7 separate regions of the Mus musculus genome follow, and all the other regions are linked to region 2. Evidence: chromatin contacts called from public Hi-C and promoter capture Hi-C data. All regions are on one chromosome and are shown on one strand. Each heading gives the region's core, a stretch centred on a gene start, on an enhancer-like site or on the middle of the called end of the contact. The rest is flanking DNA. Distances are from core to core; before and after follow the strand shown.

The links. Promoter capture Hi-C pulls out the DNA fragments that hold promoters and counts their contacts. A called contact is a pair of places that touch in the nucleus more often than the background predicts.
Region 1: a contact with region 2 is called in a promoter capture Hi-C map of pre-B cells, with 7 times the contacts expected there. The contact joins the promoter of Nr1d1 here to the promoter of Eif1 in region 2. A contact is called at or near these places in 6 of 39 promoter capture datasets (cranial neural crest, embryonic stem cells, hippocampal neurons and 2 more) and 1 of 115 datasets of contacts at active chromatin or transcription factors (embryonic stem cells).
Region 3: a promoter capture Hi-C map of pre-B cells shows a contact between it and region 2, with 4 times the contacts expected there. The contact joins the promoter of Dusp3 here to the promoter of Eif1 in region 2. A contact is called at or near these places in 1 of 39 promoter capture datasets (pre-B cells) and 1 of 9 other capture datasets (liver).
Region 4: a Hi-C map of B cells shows a contact between it and region 2, with 6 read pairs. The contact joins the promoter of Hdac5 here to the promoter of Eif1 in region 2. A contact is called at or near these places in 1 of 39 promoter capture datasets (pre-B cells) and 1 of 484 Hi-C or Micro-C datasets (B cells).
Region 5: a contact with region 2 is called in a promoter capture Hi-C map of liver, with 3 times the contacts expected there. The contact joins the promoter of Csf3 here to the promoter of Eif1 in region 2. A contact is called at or near these places in 7 of 39 promoter capture datasets (the 3T3-L1 cell line, cranial neural crest, hippocampal neurons and 3 more).
Region 6: a contact with region 2 is called in a promoter capture Hi-C map of embryonic stem cells, with 2.5 times the contacts expected there. The contact joins the promoter of Ormdl3 here to the promoter of Eif1 in region 2. A contact is called at or near these places in 1 of 39 promoter capture datasets (embryonic stem cells) and 1 of 115 datasets of contacts at active chromatin or transcription factors (astrocytes).
Region 7: a contact with region 2 is called in a promoter capture Hi-C map of embryonic stem cells, with 4 times the contacts expected there. The contact joins the promoter of Med24 here to the promoter of Eif1 in region 2. A contact is called at or near these places in 2 of 39 promoter capture datasets (cranial neural crest and embryonic stem cells) and 1 of 115 datasets of contacts at active chromatin or transcription factors (astrocytes).

What each region holds. Positions count from the first base shown.
Region 1 is chr11:98,773,781-98,776,799 of GRCm38.p6, reverse strand. It overlaps Nr1d1 (nuclear receptor subfamily 1, group D, member 1), which reads left to right and starts at 1,423. Exons shown (of 8, transcript NM_145434.4): 1 at 1,423-2,082. The coding sequence starts at 2,052. It overlaps Gm31862 (a long non-coding RNA gene), which reads right to left and starts at 1,389. Exons shown (of 4, transcript XR_880204.3): 1 at 986-1,389; 2 at 1-161.
Region 2 is chr11:100,318,544-100,321,243 of GRCm38.p6, reverse strand. Eif1 (eukaryotic translation initiation factor 1) reads right to left here and starts at 1,295. Exons shown (of 4, transcript NM_011508.2): 1 at 1,084-1,295; 2 at 415-578; 3 at 195-296. The coding sequence starts at 1,114.
Region 3 is chr11:101,983,353-101,986,197 of GRCm38.p6, reverse strand. Dusp3 (dual specificity phosphatase 3 (vaccinia virus phosphatase VH1-related)) reads left to right here and starts at 1,407. Exons shown (of 3, transcript NM_028207.3): 1 at 1,407-1,586. The coding sequence starts at 1,462.
Region 4 is chr11:102,228,890-102,231,846 of GRCm38.p6, reverse strand. Hdac5 (histone deacetylase 5) reads left to right here and starts at 1,675. Exons shown (of 27, transcript NM_010412.3): 1 at 1,675-1,842. It overlaps Mir8101 (microRNA 8101), which reads left to right and starts at 1,697; the gene lies at 1,697-1,807.
Region 5 is chr11:98,699,624-98,702,584 of GRCm38.p6, reverse strand. It overlaps Csf3 (colony stimulating factor 3 (granulocyte)), which reads right to left and starts at 1,272. Exons shown (of 5, transcript NM_009971.1): 1 at 1,166-1,272; 2 at 909-1,081; 3 at 452-559; 4 at 59-205. The coding sequence starts at 1,205. Gm38985 (a long non-coding RNA gene) reads left to right here and starts at 1,075. Exons shown (of 3, transcript XR_001780319.2): 1 at 1,075-1,148; 2 at 1,487-2,172.
Region 6 is chr11:98,585,973-98,588,914 of GRCm38.p6, reverse strand. Ormdl3 (ORM1-like 3 (S. cerevisiae)) reads left to right here and starts at 1,670. Exons shown (of 4, transcript NM_025661.4): 1 at 1,670-1,787.
Region 7 is chr11:98,728,053-98,730,752 of GRCm38.p6, reverse strand. Med24 (mediator complex subunit 24) reads left to right here and starts at 1,334. Exons shown (of 26, transcript NM_011869.3): 1 at 1,334-1,381; 2 at 1,766-1,968; 3 at 2,056-2,138. The coding sequence starts at 1,839.

The DNA.
Region 1 (3,019 bases), core at 174-2,673, 1.5 Mb after region 2:
TTTCTCCTTGGTACCCCTAATTCCAGCTTTGAGGGTCTCATGTTGTTTAAGTCTCAAATCACTGAGCTCAAAGTGGTCCTCCTGGCTCAGTTTCCCCGTATGCTTTTCTCTGACTCCAAGGTAGCTTGCTTCCCAGGATTCCCAGAACTCTCTGGAGCTTCCTAAGTGCAAGTAGAGAAAGACTTAAGGTTAAAAAAAAAAAAAAAAAAGCACCCCCCCTCCATCCCCAAGTGTAGAGATTACAGAGGACTTGGAGATAGGAGCAGGGTGGCTGGGGCTTACTCGACTGCTTGAAGATACGTGTCCATCTCTCTTTACAACCCAAGCCCCAGAGAACAGACCCCTTCCCCCAGGCCTCTGTGTTTCTCACTCCTGAGATGACTGCTGCTCTGAGAGAGATGCTAAGTGCTTCATGTGCTCATTTATCCGCCATCTCAGGGACGGGACGGTCACAAGAAATAAGCAGTGAATGCCTGACCTTGAGCCAGTCCCTGAGATGGCGGTCCCTTTTCTTCTTCAGTAAGAGGAGGGAAGATCCTCACTCCCTCCTCGCTTAGTAGGAGCTTGCTTTGCAGCTCAAGTCAGCTTCAAATTCACGACAGTCCTCCTACCTCAGCCTCTCAAGGACGGTGATTGCAGGCACGAGCCACTACACCCTGCCAATTCGGGGAGTTGAGGGGTGGGAGTTAAATGATCCTCATGTTCTCCCTAAACTGTGGGCTTCTTCTGCTATCATGAAGCCCTGCAGAGAGCAGACCCCCCTCTCTCTATGAGGACCTCAGAGCACTTTCCCTTTGTTCTCCTTTTTATTTCCCAGACAAAGGGAAATGACTCACCCCAAAGTCACTTGAGTGGGCAGTGTGGTGTCATATAAGCAAACAGGGAGTCCCTAGGGATATCCCCGTGCTATGCCAGTCCTACCCGTGGGGGCTGGGGTTAGGGTGAAGAAGAGAAAGGGGTTTTATTTACACTGCTTGTCGCCCACCTTGTCACCATAGCAAAAGATGCTTAAGTTCTTGATTTAAGGGAAATCTCTCCTCCCAGCTTGTCTTTCTCCCCCTAGTCACCACTAACCTCAGGGTGAGGTCAGTTCTCCAATCACGTGAAGCTCTCACGTTTGCTAGGTTTGCAGAAAGGGCCTTTTAGCTTTGATCTTCCACGGAGCAGTAAAGCTTGCCAGGCCCTCCCCAGGAATTCACATGCCCTTGCCATACAAGGCTTTCCAAACACGCCACCCTGACTCTTCAGAAAACCCCACCCCAGTCCACTTTCAGCTCCTCCCCGCTGCCAGCAAGCACTTTTGCAAAGCAGAAAAGGAATAGGCACACTCCACCTACATTGTCAGTAGACTACAAATCCCAACAATCCTGGCGGTGCGCAGGCGCACAGATCTCAACGTGCCGGCTGCTGGAAAAGTGTGTCACTGGGGCACGAGGCGCTCCCTGGAATCACATGGTACCTGCTCCAGTGCCGCGTGCGGCCCGGGAACCCTGGGCTGCTGGCGCCTGCGCAGAGCCCTCTGTCCCAGGGAAAGGCTCGGGCAAAAGGCGGTTGAGATTGGCAGAGTGAAATATTACTGCTGAGGAAACGTAGCAGGGCACACGTCTCTCTTTGCGTCCTGGTGCCTCATTTCTCCATCACCTACTTACTTCCTGGTTGCAGCTTCTCTTCCTTTGGGACTTTTGCACCCGGAGCTCCAGATTCATTACCCTGCTTCACTGCGGAGCCTTCAGGAGTGGCATCCGGTGCACTGCAGAGACCCGACTCTCCTTGCTACCTTATAGCCAGAACTGCTGCAGGCTGATTCTTCACACACACACTCTCTGCTCTTCCCATGCAAATCAGATCTCAGGTGCCTCAGCGTCCTACCCTTCTGGAGGGCTGCAGTATAGCCACCCCAAGACCTTACTGCTCAGTGCCTGGAATCCTGATTGCGAACTGCGGGGCTCACTCGTCTCCCTCAGCCATTGCCCAGGGGGCGAGAGAGGCCATCACAACCTCCAGTTTGTGTCAAGGTCCAGTTTGAATGACCGCTTTCAGCTGGTGAAGACATGACGACCCTGGACTCCAATAACAACACAGGTACTGAGATTCTTATCTTTGCTCTGTCACTGTCTCCATTTCCATCCAAGGCTTATGAGAGGAACTTTGTAAGGGATTGGGGATTCCCTCTGGCTGGTGTTTGTTACTGTGCTAAGATGAAAGCCACTAGGTAAGATTTCTAAAGAGGGTTATTACGGCTGGGAATGTGCCTAAAACGCATCACTAGCACCCCCTGAGTTCCCCTCAGTCCGAGAACGGATGAAATGGAGGGTGGATACCAGTGGCGAGTGGAAGAGTTTAGGGAGACTCAGCATTTTGAAGCAGTCTCTGGACACGTCCCCATTTGCCCACTCCTTGCAGCTATAGTATGCCTGTCTCTTTTCCCTTTTCTACAGTTCTAGCCTACTTCCAGGTAGTCTTGGGAAGTGGGGCGATCCGGGCTGGTGGGTTTGCGTGACTGGGTCAGAGTTCACAGGGGAATCCTCAGCGGCAGTGGGGAGCTTCATTTGAGGAGTCGGGTGCTTGGGACTCATCTCCAGGCAGGGCACCCACAGCGACTTAGCCTGGGGAGGGCTCACATGGCTGCAGAGCCGGGCCCACGTGCTGCATTTGTTTTCATTCAGTAGAAGCCGTGGCCGCCATCTCATTGGTCATTGCCTCCCGGCCTCGTTACATAATGAGCTCCGCCCCTCAAGTTGCCGGAGCAACGCTTGTCGCCTTCTCTCCTCCCCTCAGTTGTCCCGGCCCAGCTTGGTTTTAGGGCCAGCCTACGACCCAGGACGCCCGGGAGGGGCGGGGCGAGGGCGGGGTTTTCCTTGCGACAGAAGGGAAGCGGAGAAGGCGGTGCTTCGAGTTCCGGGGTTCCTCGTTGGGGTGCCACGTGCGAGGGGCACACGTGGAGTGGGGACGTGAGGCCAGCTGAGGGCCAGGCTCCCGCCCCGCCCTTCTCCGCCTAGATCTGGGTGAAGCTGGGCTG
Region 2 (2,700 bases), core at 46-2,545:
AGTCCCAATAAAGAAGAGTACTTCAGTCTATCCCAGTAGACACAATGGTTCAATTGACCACTGTTACTAAAACTTCCCTATGCCACCCCCAAGTACTGTTTGAAAGTGGGAATGTCTACATGTATTTAAAAGCTCAACTGTAAGGATTAGAAATTCAGGAAACCCATAATGCATTGAGGGCGGCCTAAACTCACCTCTATCAGGAACTGGCATATGTTCTTGCGCTGGTCACCCTGTAGCTGAATTACTTCTCCATATTCTGGATGCTCAATTACAGTACCATTGCAGGCAAATTTCTGCAAGGACAAAAGGATGCAGCATCTAAGAGGCCATGCCATCAACACGGACTCCCTTGACGTTTGCACCCTCTCCCTTGGTAGACCATACAACGTGCTCTCTCCACAGCAGACCCACCTTCTTAAACGCCTTCACTAGTTTCTTTTTATCGTAATCATCAGCGATCCCTTGGACAGTGGTAAGGGTCTTCCTGCCGTTTCTCTGTTGAATTCTTATATGGATATAATCCTCAGTGCCAGCAGGAAGCAGGTCATCACCCTTACTTGCATCAGCAAAGGGGTCTGTGAAGAAATAATCCGGAGGTGTCCTTTGTTGTCCCTCCGGGAACTGGCCAGTACTAGAGCTAGCTTTCTGCTCTAGGCCAGCCCTCCCGCCAAGGCTGATCACGTGCTGGAGAGACCTAGTGGGCAGGCAGCGCCCCACCCGGCTGATGCAACCTACCGGAAGCCAGGCTCCCGAGGCGGGGCCTTCCCTCCCAGCTCCGAGACAACGACGGTGACGTAGAGGACATGACGCAGGGGTGGCGGGAGGGGGCGGGTGTGGCTCGCCGAGAGGCAGGAGCCATTAGTAAATGCGCCACCCGAGACGCCGGGCCCGCCCAAGGGCTCACCTCCCACCCGTTTCTTCCGGGCACCCTCAGAGGTCGACCCTGGGCGCAGATCTCGGTTCCACGGGCATCACCACCCCTCCAGCCCGAGCTAAGATGGGCTCGCCGCGCTCGGCGGCTCTCCGAGCTCCGACCCCGCCACCCCCCCCCCAGGCCCGCGCGACCTTCCCCAGGCTCACCGAAAGAGTGGAGGTTCTGGATAGCGGACATACGATACGATTCCTTTTCCTCGGTGGAAACGGCCTGCGGAAGGCGGCTGCGGGAGAAGGCGGGCGGGGGGGACGGAGCGTCGGGAAGCGAGGGGGCTCGAGGGGGAGGCAGCTGAGTCCTCGGCGGCGGCTCAGTGACTGGGGCGGAGGGGCGGCGCCTGTATTCACTTATATAGCCGCCCCTGTGACGCCAGCGCGCTGCCCTCACGTCTCGGCCCCACCCATGGAGTCAAGCTCCCGGACGCCCGAGCGCTGCGGCTTCCTATTGGTCGGGGGGCGGAGTCAAGGCTTGACGCGTGCGCACTGGGTTTGGCCTGGAAAGGATGTTCTGTTGACTCAGGGAGGGGCGAGAGGGGGGAGGGAAAGCTTGGTCCGCCTGCGCGCTTGCGCAGTGGGCATGGTAGTTGTCTGAGCGGCCGCGAAAACTGGCGGAGGTTTCGAGCGCGCCTGCGCCTACCGCACGTTCTACCATCTTGACCCTGTTGGGGTCCTGGCACTAGCTCTGAGATGGGTCTTAGGGTGAGGATCGATTTGCTTTAAAGGGTAATTACGTGCGGGTCCTCCAAAATTCGACTGATCCAGCCACCCATCAACCTACCCTTCTCTGCACGTATTCACAGATATAGCCATTTAATCAGCATAAAATAACGTGATCAAAATTTGGACCTTATATAGGGTATCATTTGGATTAGCATGTTTTAAAATTGGTAACCAAAAATTATTATTTAGATTAATTCTTCTAAGGAAGGAAGTAGTCCCTTAGGTAGGAGTGGGGACCCCAGGAAAAAAATGTCCAAGCCTCACAGGATGCCTTTTGTCCTACAAGCCTGTGTGTGAGGTAAAGCCTTTGTAGAGTCTAGGTGAATATTTTTTTCAAAGCAGTTAACCTTTCTTTTTGTTTTTTCAAGACAGGGTTTTGGCTGTGCTGGAACTCTATAGACCAGGCTGGCCACATGGGGTCTGCTTTTGCCCCATGAGTGGTGGGATTAAAGGCAAGTGCCACCGCGCACACCTTTAATCCCAGCACTTGGGAAGCAGAGACAGGCGGATTTCCGAGTTCGAGGCTAGCCTGGTCTACAGAGTGAGTTCCAGGACAGCCAAGGTATACAGAGAAACCCTGTCTCGAAAAACCGAAAAAAAAAAAAAAAAAAAAAAAGAGACAGCCAAGTGTGATGTAACTGGGTTTGTGGGGGCCAATAGGAGAACCAGAGGCTGATAACTACTGTGTCAGACTTTATTCAAATGCTCCCCAAAGAGTGGGTGCTTTATATAAAATCTCTTAACTTAAAAATACTGCCAACTTCTAGGTATGGTGGTACATCCCAGCTCTCAGGAGAAGGAAGCCAGAGGAAAAAGTTCAAGGTCAAGTGAATTCAGTACTAGACTGGCTACTGTCTCTGAAGAACCAGAAAAATAGGCCGGGTGTGGTGGGGCACGCCTTTGATCTTAGCACTTGTGAGGCAGAGGCTGGCAGATAGATGCCTGCGAGTTTGAGACCCAGCAGATCTATACAATGAGACTTTCAAAACAAGAAACTGCTGGATGGTGGCACACACCTTTAATCCCAGCACTTGGGATGCAGAGGAA
Region 3 (2,845 bases), core at 158-2,657, 1.7 Mb before region 2:
AGCTGTAAAGGAACCTGTGGAGGAAGATTTACCCCCACACTAGCCCAGAGCCCACAGCCCAGGGCGCAGGCCCCCAGTGAGTGCTCAACATCTGTCAATTGCTTCTGCAACCGCTACGCCTGTATGTTCCGCGCTGGGAACTGAACTAAGGTTTTTGTGCATGCTGGGCACCTTGCCAGCCCAGGAACCTCCGCAACCCCTTGAATGTTTCTGGAATCTTTCCAGCAAATTTTTAAAAAAAAGATTTATTTACTTTAAGTATGTGAGTACACTATAGCTGTACAGATGACCCGCTCACTTAGGTCAACTCCACTCGCTCTGGCCCAAAGATTTATTATTATACATAAGTACACTATAGCTGTCTTCAGACGCACCAGAAGAGGGCGTCAGATCTCATTACGGGTGGTTGTGAGCCACCATGTGGTTGCTGGGATTTGAACCCAGGACCTTCGGAAGAGCAGTCAGTGCTCTTAACCCTCTGAGCCATCTTGCCAGCCCTCCAGCAATTCTTAGGAGTTAGATGTTGCATATTCTTTACTGAAGTGCTTGGGACAGAAATGTTTGAGACTTTACGATATAATATATATACTATATGTAGTGAGTGGATCCAAGTCTAAACATGAAATCCATTAATGCGTCACATATAAATATATCCTGAATACAGTTTTGTACAGTAATTTTTAGTGTGCCTGTGTTTTGACTGTCACAGGTCAGGTGTGAGAATTCTCCATTTATATTGTGTTTACACTCAAAAGTTACAGATTCGTAGACACTTCGGGTCTCACAAAATTATAGCTGTTCAAACTGCTTTCCTCCCTTTTAGTCGCCAGCACACAGGCTAAGGTTAAAGTAGTCCCCCAGGGTCAGATGCCAAACCTGGCGACCTATACCTTCAGCCTTTAAAAAGTTCAATGCTGATTCACATCAAACATTAAAAGAAGTGTTCCAGAATAGGGCTCTTTCCTGTAACCTTGGGTAAGGATCCATCTCCTGGGTAGGCAGGTTGTTGGTTCAGCAGTCGTGGGCTGGGAAGATGTGTTCTGACGTGTGTGTTTGGGGTGAATGAATGGATGCCCACTCTGCTGGTGTGCAGCGAGAAGGGTTCACAGCAAACCCCAGGGGTACCCATTATCCTGAAAGAGCGACTCCAGGTGTACCCAGGCGTCCCGCATTGGGTTCAGTAAATGAAGTGCCTGCGCTCCACTGCCTTAGCCAGGGTGAATGAGTACGGATGACACGGGAGTGATGGCATCTCGGCCAGGAACGTGCCCCGGGGTCCTGCGGCGCTTGGCCAGTCGCGCGTGTCCTCTGCGCTGCCTAGCGTGACCGCAGCTTCCCGCACCCAGTGGGCCCGCCTCCGGGGCGGGACGGGGCGGCTCCCGGTTGGGCAGCCCCGCCCCGCTGACCCGGCTTCTCCCCCTCGTTCGCTCCTGCCCTGGCGTGCAGCGCCCCGCCGCCGCCATGTCCAGCTCGTTCGAACTCTCGGTGCAAGATCTCAACGACCTGCTCTCGGATGGCAGCGGCTGCTACAGCCTGCCGAGCCAGCCCTGCAACGAGGTCGTCCCGAGGGTCTACGTGGGCAACGCGTGAGTCTCTGGGAGGGCCAAACCCGTAGCCGCTCCCAGCGGGCCCCGACTACTACTTGGGGGCTGGAGTGGGGTCCATGGGGGGGGGGTGGATCCTGGGCGCGGTCGCCGACCTGAGAGCAAGAGCGGGTGCTGGGGACCAGCCTGGAGTCGACGCCTACTCCCCGCGCATGAAGCGGAGGAGCTGGACTCCGCATGCCCAGAGACGCCCCCCAACCCCCAAAGTGCCTGACCTCAGCCTCTACCAGCTCTGGCTTGGGCTTGGGCGGGGTCAAGGCTACCACGTTCTCTTAACAGGTGGCAGGGCTGTCTCTTGGCCGCGCGTCATGTGACAGCTGCCTAGTTCTGCAGTGAGGTCACCGTGGAATGTCTGCCTTCGTTGCCATGGCAACGGGATGACGTTACAATCTGGGTGTGGAGCTTTTCCTGTCCGTGTCAGGAAATCCAAATACCCTAAAATACCCTAGAAGAGGAAGTAGCTGAGCCAAGGCTTTCCTGGCTTCTCCAGATAAAGTTTGACTTAGATGGAAAAAAACAAAATGATAAAGACCCGAGCCATCTGAAAATTCCTCCTAATTGCACCACTAGGAAATGTGTATATTATTGAGCTCGTATGTGTTCTTATTTTAAAAAGAAAACTTTAGTCATGTTATTAATAAGAATTTCTCAGCAGTGGGAGAGAACCAATATTAACACCAAGATAAAAGTTGGCATGATCCACATTGCAGGAAGATCCACGTTGGGTTTTCATGAATGTGAAGACCCCATTTATTAAAGTCCTAAGCTCTGTTTTTGCACACTAGGAAGCGATGGCCGGGATGGCTGAGGGGCTGTAAGGATCTTTCAATGTCTTACATGTGTGTTTCCTGTCCTGCACCTAGGACCTGCTGCCTAGCCTGCAGCAGAGCCAGAGGGGTTTCACATGATTAGTCTCAGACACTTGGGGGCAGGTTGCATGTACTGCATCGCTTATTTCCATACGGAGCACCTACTATGTGTCAAACACCATATGGTGTTCACTCTTCAGAACGGTGGTGGTCATCATGGTGCATTTGCTGACGGTTGGATTGGTGGTAGAGAGCTGAGATATATGGACGCGCTCTTCAGCATTCTGTCAACGTGGCTGTGCATTCTTGCTCCTGAGCAAGTGGCTAAACAGACTCACAGGGTCAGCCTCCAGCTCAGTCGCTGCATAGTCTTAGGGAACCTCTCCCAGTCCTCCCTACCTCAACTATCCAAGAAGCCAGGGGGCTTGGCGG
Region 4 (2,957 bases), core at 426-2,925, 1.9 Mb before region 2:
GTTTCAGATTTCAGGGGGTATAGAAGAAGACAACAAAGAGAGTAAACATTGCTGGGCATGGTGTCACACGCCTTTAATCCTAGCAATTGGGAGGCAGAGGCAGGTGGATCTCTATGAGGCCAGCCTGGTCTACAAATTGAGTTCAGGACAGCTAGGGCTGGCTACACTGAGAAACTCTGTCTTGAAAATAAGTAAACAAAACAACAAAACAAGAAGGAGGGGGAGGGGGAGGAGAAGGAAGAGGAAGAAGAGGAGGGAGGAGGAGGAGGAAGAAGGAGAGGAGAAGAAGAAAAGAAGGAAGAAGGAGAAGGAGAAGAAAAGAAAAAAGAAAGAAAACGTTTGGTTTATATAACCTAGATTTTTCAGGCATACAGAGTCAGACTCATGAACGTTTGTATAAAGTATTGGAACTAATGGATATTTTGTTTTGTTTGTTTGTTTGTTTTTTCCAGACAGGGTTTCTCAGTATGGCTGTCCTGGAACTCACTCTGTAGACCAGGCTGGTCTTAAACTCAGAGATCTGCCTGCCTCTGCCTCCCAAGTGCTGGGATTAAAGCCGTATGTCAAGGCAATAAACAAAGTCTAAGAGCTTGTCAGGATGACCAAGATACCTGAGCCTACTTCCCTGTCCTAGCCCAAAATCACATTCTTGCCTGAAATCTACTTCTTTGTTCCACCCTAAAATTAGATTCCTACCTGAACTTACTCCCTTGTCATGGCCCAATGTCAGATTCCTGCCTGAATCTCATTTTCTTGTCCTTGACCAATGTCAGATTCCTGTCAAACGCCCCAAAAGCCGCTTTTACACCCCCCACATATGTATAATTTTGAGCATCTGTATGATAACTTACTAAATAGATGTCTCCTAGTTTATTTGCAGATACCTACCTGATGGATATTTATTTAGGTTGTTTCTGACATCTCATATAACAAACAATCTCTTCCTATACTCATTTTGGAGCACAATATTTTCTTAGAATACATTTTTTGCTAGGAAAATTGCTAGGTCATTGACAAAACAATGTAGGTTTAATGATACAGTCATGTTCAGTTCCACTGACGTGGTAGTAGTATGTGTGGTATCAAAGTTGGGGACCAGCGGACTTTTAGGTTCTTGGTCTGTTCCTTTGAAGGCCAGGGACAGTTACAACCTATGCTGGCTTTCTCCAAGGAGTTTCTTTTAACAAGATGCAGCGCTGTGCCATATTAGCACGGTGGGTTAGAGACTTGTCCAAGCTAATCTTTCAGCTTTGACGCGCCTGCAGGGGCTTCCACTTCCAAGGCAGCCCCTAGGATTCCACCCCCCTCTACCCTCCCCCTAACGAGGGAAGGGCGTGTTAGGGAACAGCTCAGGCGGGCAAAGATTGCACCATCCGCCGTTTGAAAAGGAAGTCGAAAAAGCACAGAGAACAAAATCGTAAATCCCACACATCCAGCCCCTGCAGCAGCCGGGGTCCGGGTTCTACTCAGTTCATTACTTGGCGAAGAGATCGGGATCCCTTCTCTGCCACCTCCACCCCAGCCTAACCTTGGGCTGGGCATTGGCCCTTTAAGAAGCTGTCACGGTGGCGCTATTGGTCCCGCCCATCTGAGGGGAGGGCCGAATGGGAGGGGAGGGTTCTCGGTTGAAGCCCGAAAAAGGGGGGGTCTGAGCCTATTTTTAGCTCGGGGTCGGGTCACGTGACGAGAGTGACGTCTCCGAATGTTGTTGTTGGTGGCGGCGGCGAGCGGAGCCGGAGGAGCCGCCGCAAAGATGGAGGAGCCGTCGAGGAGGCGCTGCCGCTGCTGTTGCCGCCGCTGCTGCCGCCGCCGCCCGCGAAGCCGGAGCTCGAGCCGCAGCGGGTGAGCGCGCCGCACCCGCCAGGACCCCACCTCCCACGGCCCCGGGACGCCCCGCAGCGTCCCGTCCTCCCGCCGTCGCTGCCCGCGGGCTCCCCGCGACCCTGTCCTTCCTCCCGGCGCGCGCGCCGAGCCAGCCCGCACCCCCAGGGAGCGTCGCTGGGCCCGGGGAGTGTCGCCTTTGGCTCGCCGCGCGCGCCCCTCCTCATCCCTCCCTTGCAGGGCTCCTTCTCTGCAGGTAAGGGAGGGGCCGATTTTCCCGCACCCCGCACCCCGCGCCCCCAAATGTCCCGCAGACCGGCCGGGGATGTCTGATTTGTCTCCTCCCCGGCGGCTCATAATCCGTTGCAACTGCGATTTGAGCCTTGCAACCCGCATTCTGGGCAGACCCTCTCTTCACTAGACACCCCTTTCTTGTTACTCTGAGGTGAGGGGCGCAGCCCACCCACAGTGCTTCTCCAAGTGGCGAAGAACATACCCTTGATTTTATGTCCTTGACGTCCCTGCAGGTGGAAGAGGACTGCGGGGCCCATCTTACTTGTCTGTGCTATTCACCCCCTCGCCTGTGAGGCGTTACTGCGTTTATTACCACCCTCTTCTGTCTGACACCCTGGAGCTCGGGAAAGAGCTGGGAGATGAATTGGTGATCTTTCTTGGCTAGGGCAGATCTCCCCACCCCACTCCCGCGCCCAGTTTTCATCTTGGGTTTGTTTCTCATGGGGCAGAGGTTCTAATAGTGCCTTGTTAACTTGGGGGAGTCGGCTTCCCCCCTCCCCACCCATCCCTGGGGCCCTCAGGAAGATGAGAACTGGCTGGACGATAAGTAATTAATCTAAGAGCTGGGGGGGGGCGCGGGGAGTGTGTTTCATTTCGGGGAGAAGGTGACCACTTCATGTCCCTGCGTTTGGCCTTCTGAGATGAGCTTTGTCCCTGAAGAGGAAGGATAGCAGCTGCAGTTGCTTTTGGGGTGTGTGTGGTGTGTGTGTGTGTAGTGTGTGTAGTGTGTGTGTGTACCCATCACTCTGGTAGTGACCACTATGCTTCTGGGTCCTGGAATTAGCTTTGGATCTTGGGAATGGGAATGGAGAGAGGGGTTTAGGGATCAGTGGGAGGGGAAG
Region 5 (2,961 bases), core at 23-2,522, 1.6 Mb after region 2:
TAGAGAGCTTCCAGGGTGCCCAGGTGTGCTGCCATGACCCCCTCCAGATGGTACTCACCTGCTGCCAGATGGTGGTGGCAAAGTTGGCAACATCCAGCTGAAGCAAGTCCAAGGTGGGGGCCAGGGCAGGGGAAATACCCGATAGAGCCTGCAGGAGACCTTGGTAGAGGCAGAGCCCACTGTGGAGCTGGCTTAGGCACTGTGTCTGGGGAAGATAGCAGGGTTAGGCAGTACATCTTGGGATGCTTGCTCTCTTCAGGAGCCCAAATAGTAGGATGTAGTCCTTCCTTCTCCCCCTCCTCCTCCTTCTTCCCCTCCTTCTCCTCCCCCTCCTCCCCCTCTTCTTCCTCCTCCCCCTCCTCCTCCCCCTTCTCCCCCTCCTCTCCCTCTTTCTCCTCCTCCCCCTCCTCCCCCTTCTCCTCCTGGTCCTCCTTTTTCCGAAAATACTCACCTGCTGCAGGGCCTGGCTAGAGCAGCCACTCAGGGAAGCCTTCGGGATCCCCAGAGAGTGGCCCAGCAACACCAGCTCCTCGGGGTGACACAGCTTGTAGGTGGCACACTGTAGATGGAAGGATACTGAGGGTGCTCACCTGGGCCAGGCTCTTTGTCCAGCTCAGGTCCTCCTGGCTTCTCAGCTCCCTACCTTCCTAGTGACCCTAAGGACTGTCCCATCCAGAGGTCCCACTGCTGTCTCTACTCATTCTCTTTCCTGTGCCCTTCTCCCCCCATGTTCCCTTCCTCAATGTTTCTGTCAGTATTCTGAGGGTGCCATCTAGGCTCTTGTGCACACTGGGCAAACACTGTCAACTGCTGTGTGTTCCTAGTCTGCCCTCTTCTCATTTGTGCTCCTGCCTCCCCCGCTACCCCCCCCAAGTCCTTCCCTCCACACCTATGGCAACCCCACTCACCAACTGCTCCAGCAGCACCGAGCCGCTGGCCTGGATCTTCCTCACTTGCTCCAGGGACTTAAGCAGGAAGCTTCGGGGCAGAGGCAGGGATGGTGGCAGAGCGCTGACAGTGACCAGGGGAACGGCCTCTCGTCCTGACCATAGTGCACTTTGCCACAGCAGCAGCTGCAGGGCTAGGAGCAAACAGACGGGTCTGAGGCACTTGTTATCCGGCCTCTCTCCATTCCACACCCAGGGCAGGTAACCAGGGCACTCACCCATTAGCTTCATGCGCCTCTGGGCAGAAAGTTGAGCCATGGATTCTGGGTGATCTGGGCTGCAGCTCTGGGCTCTGCCAGGGCCCAGCTCCAGGGGGCCTTTATACATAAAGCCATCAAGGCCCCGGGAGGAAATTACCTGGGGCTGGGGCAACTCAGGCTTAGTAATAACTTCCCAGGATTTATGCAAATTTGATGATAGCTCAGGACAATGCAGGGGGTTGGGGAAAAGCTGTTTGCGAAAGTTTTTGTGAAATCGGGGAATCTCTGTTCCTTCCTTGACGTCTTGTCCCCCCCTCAAACTCTCTTCCTCTCTTCCAGCCACACCCAGGCCTGAATCGCTGCAGGGTGTTGGATCTGGATCCGAGTTGTCCAACAAGGCTGGTGAAACCCTGGAGGGGATAGCAAGGAACTCAGACCCTGGGGAAGAATGGGTGCTCAGATCAAGACTGCTTCTGTCTCTCCATCCTCTGGCAGACGTGCTTGGGGAGCCCCCTCTGCCCTTCATTTGTGATTCTCAAGTCACCTATACCTGGGACAAACATCCCGAGAGAAGAAAGAACCTGTCCTCTTTTCAGACCCATAAGCTTCCTGGTGGCTGCCTCCTGCTTTTCTGGGAGCCCTCCACAGCACCCTAGGTAGGGTCTTGCTGTCTACGCCTGCCCCACATTTGGATAAAAATAAATTGGTCCAGCATTCAGGCCGTTCTGTCCCAGGCTGATTAGCTGGGAACTCCCCAATACCCCCCATTATGACTCATTTCTTTAAGCCCCTGGATCCTGGCAGAGAGGCCAGAGGAAACCGGATGTCTGTCTTGAATGAATCAAGACCCTCTGGGGCTCCTGGCTCACCTGACCTTGCCTTTCTGCTTCCCTTGGCACATTACCTCGATGTCGTGGAGTCTGGGGCATCTGGAGGGCGTCGGAGGCTGGGTCATGGAGTGTCCCGACGATCTCTGCTCATTATGTAGCAGTGGTGTGAGCTGGCTTGAGTCGATGCATGCTGAGGTGAGAAAGGAGGAGCTGCATCTCCCATCCTAGAACTCTGCCCAGTGTTAGCTCTGAAAGAGACCTTGGTGATTTCACCTCTGTGAACTGGGCCAGAAAGGGAAATGCCTTGCCCAATCATGGGTAGTAGGGATGGAGGGACATCCCAGTCGCTCTCAGTCCCAACAGGGTATTACTACCTAAAAAGGAGGACGGCATTCCTTGTCTGACTGATGGCATCTCGATCTGGTACTTTCTGAACTATTTCACCCCCACCAAGGTGGGGCCAAGGAATATAGACATTTTTTGATGTTGAGGCATACCTGATGGGGTGGGGCCAACTCTGGGGCTAGGGTGCCCTCTGGTGGCCACAGATGTCATGGACATTAACTACATAGCCTCTGCTTGAGAGGACAGGCCAAGGGATTCCCATTCTGTTTGTTTATTTGTTTGTTTTTGTTTTTCAAGACAGGTTTTCTCTGTCTCGATAGCCCTGGCTATCCTGGAACTCACTCAGTAGATCAGGCTGGCCTCGAACTCAGAAATCTGCCTGCCTCTGCCTCCTGAGTGCTGGGATTAAAGGCGTGCGCCACCATGCCCGGCGAGATTTAATTCTTAAAACATGCTAACTGGCAACAGCTGCCTACTTTATATGTCACAAACTCAAGACCCACAGGGGTCGAATAGAATATCAGATAGACATCTTGCGTATCAGATACTTACATCGTAATTGATAACAGTACCAAATCACAGTTATGAAGTAGCAATGAGATCGTTTTATGTTTGGGGGTCACCACAGCATGAGGAACT
Region 6 (2,942 bases), core at 421-2,920, 1.7 Mb after region 2:
TCTGGTCCCTGAACTTCACAGAGATGGGAGAAAACTGGCAAAGATCCAGAGCTCAACCAACTTGATGGACAATGGAAGAATTCCAGGAAAAAAAAAAAAAAATCAAAGGAATCCGGCAAGTTCATTTTGGAAAAAAAACAAAACAAAACTCAAAAACAAAAACACCCCCCCCCCCATTGTTTTGGCTCTAAGGCTGAGCAGGAGGGAATAGGGGGTGGAGGTGCGGTGTGGGAGTGTGGAAGTGTGGGGGTGTCTCTGTGAGGCTTCTTCAGTCTCACAGAGGCTGAAGGACGGTTAGTTAGATGTTCGGATCTGAAGGGCCCCTGCCTCTGGAATACTTGAGAAGCTGCCCATTTTTACTTCTCAGGGTAAGTCAGATAGATATACACTCACTCCTGGCTTCCAGGGCTCCGCCTCCGGCCGGAGACAGCTATTCCTCCCCGCCCCCACCCCCTCTGGCAGCTCCCTGATGATGGGCGGGTCTAAGGAAAAAGCTCCCCAGGTTGTCCGGGCAGGCCTTCTCCTTCCAGTCCTCGCATGTTCAGTCCGTCGCGCATATACAGCCAGCCAGGCTGGCATCTGTTACGTCATCTATTCCTGTCATTCCAGCCTTGCCAGGGTTTATGGGCACGAGACTGAGAAGGTGGGCGGGGGAAGTAGAAACAACTAAAAGGAGGCCCTCTATTGTTGACGTGGAAAGTGGGAGTGACCTAGGAGAGCCAAAGAACACTCTAGTTGCGTTCCTACAAGATAAGAAGTGCTTTGTATGACATTCTTTTGAAATATCAAAGCAACCTTGGGAGTAAGTTTTGACAGCTGTAAAACTGAGATTAAGACAAGTCATTTGTCCAGGCTTACTCTGCCAATAAAGATGTACATACACTATATGTACCTAGCAATAAAGTCTGTGCCCTTCTTTTCAGAGCTTCCAGACATGAAAGTTGCAGAAATGAGGCTCCCTACCTAAAGCTACACGTATTAACCTCAGACAGAAGCTCAAAGCTCCTCACGTTAGTAAGGTCTCGTCCTATGACATAAATCCTATTTTATACCTGATGTAGGGAGGAGATCCAGGAGTGGCCAGACCTACACCAGCAAGGATTAAGCATAAAGACTAGGTGGGCCAAAGATGCCCACAGGCTCCTGTCTCTACCCTGAACACATGTACCCAACTAAAGTCCTGAAAAATGTAATCCCGGGAGTGAATGGGGCTCCTTCGGGGCAAAGGGTAGTGTTTCTCGGCTTCTGGAGATAATCCGGGGCCCAGGCAGCGACGGTTAGGAAAAAACCAAACCAAAACAACCTCTGCATTTAGGGTCAGGCTATCTTAGCAGGGCCTTAATGCAGGTTACTTAAAACTCTTAAGTCTTCGACTACAAGATGGGACATGGACAAACCGCTTGTGCAACACGTGAAGGGCGCAGATGCAAAAGCTACAATTGTTAACGCACCAAAGAGACAGCATCTGATCTCACTATTGCGTCAGGGTGGGACGTTCTGCGGGGTGCCAAAGCTCGCGGTGGGATCAAAAGCTAGACCAGGGAAAAGCCTACAACTCCCAGGAGGCGCCGGGCGGGCCGGTGAGGAGGCAGCCTAGAAACTACACTTCCCAAGAGGCACAACGTGATAGGCGCGTGGTAGTGACGTCACCGCCCCGGCTCGGGGAGCTGATTCGGCCAGAGCTGCCAGCGGGGTAGCCACCGCCGCTGGTTTGTTACAGCTGCTGGAGCGGCCGCGGCCCGGGTTCTCGGGCTCTCTCCCGGGCCCTCGACCTCCAACCCCGCGCGGTGAGTCCAGACGGGTGGCATCGGAGTGGTGAAGCCCGAAGGCTCCACGGGTTGGAGAGCCGGGAGAGAAGGCTGCTGCTGGGGAGGCGTCCGCGCAGGAGGAGACCTGAGCTGGGTGGCTGGGGGTGGAGAGTGCGTGCATCAGGCGAAGGAGTGCCAAAAGAGGAAAGTGGGAGCAGGGGGCCGGGGGTGATAATCCGGGAGGAGCGCTGCAGCTGGGGGTGGGAGGCGGGGAACGGCTGGACTTAAGGGATAAAGGTTTGGCTGCCTCCAGGGTTGAGTGAATGCGTGGAGATGGGGGTTGGGCCCCGAACCCGGCCAGACTGCTAGTGCGAGGTACCAGGCTGCAGAGCAGAAGCGGGAGGCCCCGTGGAAGGAGTTCTCATACACATACTCCCAAGATATCGAGGACACCGTTCCCTCGCTCCTGACTCGTGGAGGCTTGCTTTTTTTTCCACACCCACTTTCCTGAGTCCAGGAGTCGGGCTGGCGAGGACAACCGTGGTTCTGCAGATTGAGGGTGGGCCGAGTGGAAGCGACATTGTGTGTTGCATGAACTCCCTCTTGGGATCCCTTGGGAACAGGTTTGCTGTATAAAGGGCAAGTCTTAAACTGGGGAGGGATTTGGGAAGTGCTTACCGGATGGTTAACGCCGCGGGGAGGGGGGGAAGGCGGGAGGGAGGAGATGGGGGTGGTAATCTGGTCTTGGCATGAGTGTCTGACAGACTGGCTTGGGCCTGCATGGAAAAGAGGCAAAGAGCTATACCATAGCCAAAAGTTTAAAAAAAAAAAAAGTGGTTAACAGGACGGAGTTGCTTCAGGCTCTGATTTGAGGCAGATTATGAAATCACACCAGCTACCTGCCAGTTGTGGTAGCAGTTTTCAGTCTGGTCACCCCAGACCTTTCTGCCCCTGCCAGTCTCCTATTTCTTCACTTCTGGGAGAAAGGTCAGTTGTGTCCTAATGGAAATACACAAAGCCACAGGAAAGTCTCAGGAGTACTTTTGGGAGGATGGTGAAAGAGGGTGCAGCAGTCTCCTGAAGTTCCTAACCTGCTTTAAAAGACAACTAGCACTTAGGCTTTAGGAAGACAGTTCCCGTGGGGTCACCTAGGCTCTCTTAGATGCCCTGTTAGAGCCAGAAAGGAGTGGAGGG
Region 7 (2,700 bases), core at 85-2,584, 1.6 Mb after region 2:
CCAGGATCCTATTAGTCTCCTACATGTCTACAAGGCCAGTTTTAGAGCCCATGTGGACTGTTTTCTCAATATTTATCCTGATTCTCAGTCAAAAGGTAGCTCAGGGAGGGGGCTGTAGTTCAGTGTAGAGTGCTTTCATAGCTGTACAAAGAGGAATGTGGGACAGAAGAGGAATGGGTTGGGGAATATAGACAGAATTTGAAGAAACAGGCTGACCTATCTCCTTGGGATATGAGATTGGGAGCCAAGAAAAAGAGGGGTGATAAAGCTCTGCCTCCAAATGTGCAGAATGGTCTTAGCCACAATACCACATTTGATCCCGAGGCCTTCTTTTTTTTTTTTTTTTTTAGATTTATTTATTATTATATGTAAGGACACTGTAGCTGTCTTCAGACACTCCAGAAGAGGGAGTCAGATCTCATTACGGATGGTTGTGAGCCACCATGTGGTTGCTGGGATTTGAACTTCGGACCTTCGGAAGAGCAGTCGGGTGCTCTTACCCACTGAGCCATCTCACCAGCCCCCGAGGCCTTCTTAAACAGTTTTTGAGACACCCAATAATCTTAACCCATATTTCCTCTGTTTTGTTTGTTTGTTTGTTTTGTTTCTTTGTTTTTGTTTTTGTGTTTTGTGTTTTTTAGACAGAGTTTCTCTGTGTAGTCCTCCTGGCTGTCCTGGAACTCACTCTGTAGACCAGGCTTAAACTCAGAGACCCAGCTGCCTCTGCCTTCTGAGTGCTGGCACTAAGGGCGTGGTGCCATGCTCAGCTTCTGTTTTCTCCTTATTTCCTTTTGTATCCAAACAGTATTCAGGATCAGTGAATTCTGGGAGAATTGTCAGATTTGGGGTTAAAATGATGGTATGTGTGCTGCTACCCACACTTCAGTGTCTCTTTTGGAATAGAAATATGAAAATGAGAGCTCTAGTGCCTACAGGGGCTTTCGAGAACAAAGGCCAAAACCCAAATAGAAGCCAGGTTAGAAGCCAAAACAGAAGCCAGGCTAGAATTCACTGTTATGCCTCGTTTCTGGGAAATAGCCACAGTATCAGAATGATTGAAGGTAGGGATAGATGGCAACATCACTGGGAGACAGAGAGTTGGTTTCTCCATAGACCCTGAGACTCTGGGTACCAGCGTACCTCAGCTCTTCGGATTATCTCAGATAAAAACCACCAGAACCAATTAGATTAATCCTTCTGCCTGTTTGGCAGCTTAGACAAGTCTTAGACAAAGAACTACAATTCCCAGAAGGTATTGTGGCAGGACTCGCCTCTTGCTACGTTTCTATTGGTTGGTGTGTGTTGCCGCCGGCCAATGGTAAATGATTTCCTTAGTAGGTGTCAAGATGGCGCTGCCTACGATGTACAACCGGTTTGTATGGTAGGCTTAAATTTGGGGAGATGGTAGATGTAGGAAAAGAAGGAATTACAACTTCAGGGCCGAGGAAGGTAGAGGCAATGGGGAGAGGGTAGATCTGGGTTTGGGGTGGAAGTGGTGAGGAACGCAGCTAGAGCGAAGGGCATAATTAGACAACCGGAGCGGGCTTAACCCTTTCCTGCTCGCTTCAGGGCTTTGTTGACACTTTCTGTCCCAATTCGAGAAACGGTTGTTCAGAAACCGAGAAGGTGACAGAGCCGCTAACTTGACGCCTTCTACTCTGCCTAGTTTTTTTCCTCTCTGTTTATTTTTCTGTTTGTTTGTTTGTTTTGCTTAAACCTTCTCGAATTTCCGTTCTATTTATGTCTCCCTTGTTCTTTCCCTCAGAACTCCAGTTCTCATCTGGCTCCGTTTTTAAACTCCCACCTTGTCACTCATCTCGCCTCCTTGGAGTGACATCATGAAGGTGGTGAACCTGAAGCAGGCCATTTTGCAAGCCTGGAAAGAGCGATGGAGTGACTACCAATGGGCAATCAACATGAAAAAATTCTTCCCCAAAGGAGCCACCTGGGACATTCTCAACCTAGCAGGTCTCAAGTAAAATGGGCAAAGAAGGATGGGAGGGGTGTCCTCAGAAAAGCTGTAAACACTCAGCCTTACTTTAATTTTCCTTGCAGAAGCGCTCCTGGAGCAGGCTATGATTGGGCCTTCCCCCAATCCTCTGATCCTGTCGTACCTGAAGTACGCCATTAGTTCCCAGGTAAAGATTCCCGACTCTTGGCTTTTGGAGGTGAAACACCTGGAGAACTGACAGTTGTCCATTTAGGCTTAATTTATTGCAAAAATAACACTCCATTTGTTGTAATGAATGAATATTACATTTATTTACTCTCTCCATATACATTTACAAGTAAAACTTAAAAAAAAAACTACATGTACTTATGGGCGGGGAGGGCATGCACATCGCAGAATGCTTGTGGAGGTAAGATACTTTTGTAGCCAGGCGTGGTGGCACACGCCTTTAATCCCAGCACTGGGGAGGCAGGTGCAGGCGGATTTCTGAGTTCGAGGCCAACCTGGTCTACAACGTGAGTTCCAGGACAGCCAGGACTATACAGAGAAATCCTGTCTGGAAAAACCAAAAAAAAAACAAAAACGATACTTTTGTAGAGTTTGTAGAGTTCTTCCCACCTTTCTGGGGATTTGAACTCATATTAGCACGCCAAACACCTTCACCTGCTGAGCCTCTTTGCCAGATCCTTGTTTCTGTTTTTGAGACAGTGTTTTATGTAGCCCAGAATGGACTTGAATTCCTGATTTTT